2 separate regions of the Hordeum vulgare genome follow, and region 1 is linked to region 2. A link is a contact called in public Hi-C data. All regions are on one chromosome and are shown on one strand. The core of a region is the stretch at or near the end of the contact, and the rest is flanking DNA. Distances in the headings are between cores, read along the strand shown.

What was found. Hi-C and Micro-C count contacts between places; a contact is called where the count stands out from the background.
Region 1: a contact with region 2 is called in a Hi-C map of leaf, with 2.9 times the contacts expected there. The contact joins the promoter of LOC123444624 here to the promoter of LOC123444623 in region 2. A contact is called at or near these places in 1 of 6 Hi-C or Micro-C datasets (leaf) and 1 of 1 datasets of contacts at active chromatin or transcription factors (embryo).

Annotation. Positions count from the first base shown.
Region 1 is chr3H:518,693,548-518,696,247 of MorexV3_pseudomolecules_assembly, reverse strand. It overlaps LOC123444624 (protein GAMETE CELL DEFECTIVE 1, mitochondrial), which reads left to right and starts at 1,307. Exons shown (of 3, transcript XM_045121410.1): 1 at 1,307-1,937. The coding sequence starts at 1,339.
Region 2 is chr3H:518,558,758-518,561,457 of MorexV3_pseudomolecules_assembly, reverse strand. LOC123444623 (probable glycerol-3-phosphate dehydrogenase [NAD(+)] 2, cytosolic) reads left to right here and starts at 1,338. Exons shown (of 6, transcript XM_045121409.1): 1 at 1,338-1,748; 2 at 1,851-2,522. The coding sequence starts at 1,880.

The DNA of each region.
Region 1 (2,700 bases), core at 58-2,557, 130 kb before region 2:
GCCTCAAGTCAGATTTTGATCTGTTTATAAAGGACGTCACCCCCTCTTGTTATAGGGAACGGTTCCATGAGGGATTGCGAAATAAGCTTGCCTCTACGAAGGCATGTGAGAATTGAGAATTATTATTAATATTTGTGTAGAGTTGAAAGTTGTGGGCCCCGCGATGCTTCGGTAATCGTGAGTCAACCGAGGACGAAATCATCATTTCTTGCTCGGAGGAAGCAAATGAACTCGCCTTACAAGCCAAACACTTTGGGCGTGTTCATCCGAAGACCCTTCACATCACCGTTGAAGGCTAGTTCGGGGGATACTGAGGGAGTCCGGGATTAAGGGGTCCTCATGTAGTCGGCTTACTATGAAGAGGTCGGCTTGATAGGCCGCACCTATTGGAGGTTGGGATGTGCACTCATCTCGTACTCAAGGAGGAAAGCATCGAAGACCGGCGTGACGTCCAAGTAAAGTAGACTAGGTCAGTTGTGTGTAACCCTAGATCCCACTTTGATTATATAAACCGGGGGGTCCTCGTTCGTGTACACAGGTTGATTCACCTACGGCTTAGTATACACGATCTTGAGGTAGACTCTGTAATCATCATTCACATCAATATAATCAAGCGGGACGTAGGGTTGTACCTCCTCAAGAGGGCCCGAACCTGGATAAACACTCTCCCCCCTCTTTCATGCAACCCATCGATCTAAGGTCCACGGTTCGGGACCCCATACCCGAGATGTGACGGTTTTTACACCGACACTATGTTTTTCCCTTCTCGGGAAGCACATGTTGTGGCTTTTCTTATTTTCGGGAAGTACAAGCTATGGTTTCCCCTTTTCAAAAAACATAATTTTGCTTTAGCACATATTATGTTTCTTGCAAAAACACAATTATGTTTTCACTTTTAGAAAGCACAGTTGTGCTTCTCGCAAAAAAACACTGTTTCTCAAAAAACACACAAAAACTTACTTTTCACCTAAACCTAGAAAAATCAAGCAATAGCCGAAAAGATGAAATAAACAAATAAACAAGAAGGCAAAAACGTGCAAGAACCCCAAAACACGGAGGGTGCACCCAGCGAGCTACACGTCGTGATGGCGTTTTTGTTTTTCTTTTGAGCAAAAAAGGCAGGCTTCATTCATCTATGGAAATATTTACAGGGGTTACAACAAACATATCATGAGGGTTACCACTTAACGCGTAAAAGTCCACTGGGTTAAGTTAACTTTAGATGGGCCTGGAAACTTAGCCCAGGCCTGCCCCTGCGGCACCCACCCCAACAACATCTCCTCCATTGAAACCAAGTAAGTGAGTGCGACAGCCCAATCACAAGAGCGCAGCCGAAAAATGTTCGCCCTCCGCAAAACCCTGCTCCACGGCCGCCTCCCCGCGCCGCCGGCCACCGCCGCCTCCAGGATCTCCTCATTCCTCCGCTCCCTCTGCACATCTCCGGGGGGCGAGGGGGGCGGGGACGAATGGGGCTCCTCCTGGTCCACCGGCATCACCAAGGACCACTTCGACGGGTCCGCCTCCGCCGTCGGCCGCCCCTCCCCGTCCGCCCCCGTCTCCAAGGAGCTGGCGGCCGTACGCGCCATGGACGAGGAGGAAGAGATCCTGCGCTCCGTGGATCGCGACAACAAGGAAGGGAAGGAGTTCGTGGACTCGTGGGACAAGCGGTTTCAGGAGACGTGCGAGCTGCTGAAGCAGGTGCGGGAGCCCGGATCCCGGGGCTCCTACCTCAAGGACTCGGAGAAGCAGGAGATGTACCGGCTGCACAAGGAGGACCCCGCCACGTACACCGTGGAGCGGCTCGCCAAGGACTTCCGCGTCATGCGGCAGCGCGTGCACGCCATCCTCTGGCTCAAGGAGATGGAGGAGGAGGAGGAGAGGAAGCAGGGCAAGCCGCTCGACGACTCCGTCGAGATCCTGCTAGATAGCTGCCCAGAGTACGTGAAGAGATCCTTTTTGCTCCCTTCAGTTTTGTGTTGAAATAACTAGATTGCGAGTCGAAAATCTAGGGTTCTAATTCGTAACCCTCTGGTTTTATTTAAGAGAATATTATTGGGAAATCAATGACTAGAAGAAATTGATTCTGCTAATTCGTAAGGGGTCTAGCTAATTCGTAAATTCACCAAGTCTCTTGAGTTTTGCTTCGTGCAGTTTCTTCCTGAATAGAAATGTCCAATGCTCTGGATCATGGCAATTGATAGTAGCACTCTGGTAATCCTAGGTTAGAACTATGTAACTGAGACTGAACTGATGTATGGTTGCTGAAATGAAATGAGTCAAAGAATTCTTGTTGAGTGGATGGGAAAGCATTAAACTACGTGTTTGTGTTGCAAATAGAGTTATTCCTGGATGAAGTTGGCTTAAGTGTTGCTCCCTCCATCCCAAAATAAGTCTCTCAACTTCGTACTAACTTTAATACAAAGTTAGTACAAAGTTGAGAAACTTATTTTGGGACCGAGGGAGTATTTTGCAAGCAAAAACTGTCATTAACATAAAATCCTTGAGAAGTTCAGCTCAGCTGCATTCCTGTTCTTCTTAAAATTTAGTTGTGTATTACTCCCTCCGTCCCAAAATAAGTGACTCAACTTTGTACTAACTTTAGAAGTTAGTACAAAGTTGAGTCACTTATTTTAAAGTTAGTACAAAGTTGAGTCACTTATTTTGGGACGGAGGGAGTACTAGTTATCTCAACATTATATG
Region 2 (2,700 bases), core at 89-2,588:
TTCACACAATTTGTAAAGTGCAGGAATGTGTTATTAAATTGGCGCGGGGGGGGGGGCACTCAGCCTTGGCCACAAGGTTGTGGCTCGCCAGTGACTGCCCCCCTCTTGTGAGAAACCTGCCCAACCTTGAGTTCCTCGGACGAAAAAACATCATCAGTAGTATGCGAGGGAGGAAACACCCCTACACGCTTCAGGTCCACCTGACCGTGCGCCTGCCTGGACTCCTCCATAGGCGCCAAACCCAGGCCCTCCTGGCCTAGGCTGGCAGTAGCGACCGACGCGATCGCCCGGTCCTCCTAATGAGACACGCGTCCGAACCGAATAATCATAAGACTCCCCTGGTCCCGACCCTAGGAGGATGGGTTGGGCAGTCGTCTTCGTCGCCGCAGCGGTCGTCAAGGCGGGGGCACCAGCTCCCTTGTCAGAAACCGTGAGCCCATCCACCGCCTTGGCCACCCTGAAGACGTCCGTGGCCTTGGAATTGTTCTTGATGTCGATGCCCGCAGCCGGAACCTTGTCGCGCACGAGAGGAACTCCCAAGATTAAGCCTTCTTTTGTGGAAGAGGCGTTTTGGCTCCTCAGCCCATCTGCACCCGCTCCGATGAAAAAAATTTCAAAACAAATACTAAACAAATCTAAAAATTTTCAAATTGTTTTTGTGTGGTAGATAATTTGATGCATGAGGTCCGCTTCAAATTTGAACTCATTTGGGCATTTGAGGTGCTCTCAGCAAAAAAAACAAATCTGGGTTCACGAACTTTTCTGACCCGATTTGTCTTTTTTGCCAAGAGCTGCTGAGATGTCTAAATAATATGAAATTTGGAGCGAACCTCATACATTAAATTATCTACCACACATTTTTTTTTTAAATTTTTAAAAGATTTCTAGTATTTATTTTTAATTTGTTTTTGACTAGGAGCACACGAGCCCCGGAGCAGAATTGAATTACTCTTCTTTTGATTGCTTCACAGCCTTTTTAGCAGGCCTCTACGCTAAGGTTCTTAGAAAAACTAGCAACTCTCTTTTCACTTGGTACATAATTATTTCTCTTCCTAAATTGTTATTGCGAAGCGATGGTATTTACTTGAACCCTTTGGGACACAAAACGTGATGTTCTGATCAATACAATAACGATATTATACAAATTATATGTGTTTTTCATCAAGTTTATAATCCAAAATACAGAGTATCTGGAATAATATCATCGGTCCAGTAGAAGTTTACAATCAAAATTACCGTGCGTTCTTTGACTGGACGTGGCCGCCACACGCCCGACGCAACACACGCACCGGTGGACGCGCCCCCGAGCACAGCAGTGGGGGATCTGGCGCCGGTGCGAGGGCAGGGCACGGCGCCAGGTCCGCCATGGCAAACTACCCAAATCCGACACCATCACCAACCCACCATCATCAGTCCGTCACCGTCCGTGCGACCTCCGGATCCTCGAATCCGCCTCGCCTACCCCGTCCCCGTCCTTTTCTTACCGCGCCCCGCCTCCGCTCACCCACCTGCCACCTCCCGCTCCGCCGTGACGCGGCGGATCCCAGAAAAGAAATCCCCCACCACTCCGCTTTCGACGCGAGGATCGCCCGACCGGCGAGCGAAACCGCGCCACCAACCGGCGACCGCTCGGGCAGGCGAGCCGCGGCCCGCCTCGGTCTCTCCGGCAGACAGTCCGCGTCACCCCCGTCGCAATTCGGCGGCCAGACCCACGCAAATTGCGTCCTTTTCTCGTCTTCTTCCTCCCGGTTAGTTATAACCTGCCTGCCCATCCTTGGAACAACCGAACGAGTCAGACAGGTTATGTAGTGGCCTTCTCGGCTGGGCTTGGTTTTGCTTGCGAGGAGAAGCGGCGCGCAGAGGAGGAGCCGAGGAAGCAATGGGCGGAGCCGAGGACGGGACGCACGCGTCCAACGGGCACGCCAATGGGGCCGTGGAGGACAAGGTGGACGAGCTGCGGCGGTTGATGGGGAAGGCCGACGGGGACCCGCTCCGGATCGTCGGCGTCGGGGCCGGGGCCTGGGGCAGCGTCTTCTGCGCGCTCCTGCAGGACGCCTACGGCCACCTCCGCGACAAGGTGCAGCTCCGCATCTGGCGCCGCCCCGGCCGCGCCGTCGACCGCGCCACCGCCGAGCACCTCTTCAACGTCATCAACGCGCGCGAGGACGTCCTGCGCCGCCTGATCCGCCGATGCGCCTACCTCAAGTACGTCGAGGGCCGCCTCGGGGACCGCACGCTCTACGCCGACGAGATACTCAGGGACGGCTTCTGCCTCAACATGATCGACACCCCGCTCTGCCCGCTCAAGGTCGTCACCAACCTGCAGGAGGCCGTCTGGAACGCTGACATTGTCATCAACGGCCTGCCCTCCACGGAGACGAGGGGCGTGTTTGGGGAGATTGGGAGGTACTGGAAGGAGAGGGTTAATGCCCCTGTGATCATCTCGCTCACGAAAGGGATAGAAGCATCAGTGGATCCGGTGCCGCGGATCATAACTCCGACACAGATGATTTGCAATGCAAGTGAGTTTCCTATCTTCTTTTTCCTCCAATCATAATTTCCTCTTCTTTCTTCACCGAAGAATTGATGTTGTCCTCTGTTGATGGTGGATTGATGTTGTCCTCTGTACTTGGTGGATTGCTGTTTGCCCTCAATTGTTGGTGTCTGTTCCCCTCCATGGGTACAAATTTGTAGCTATCA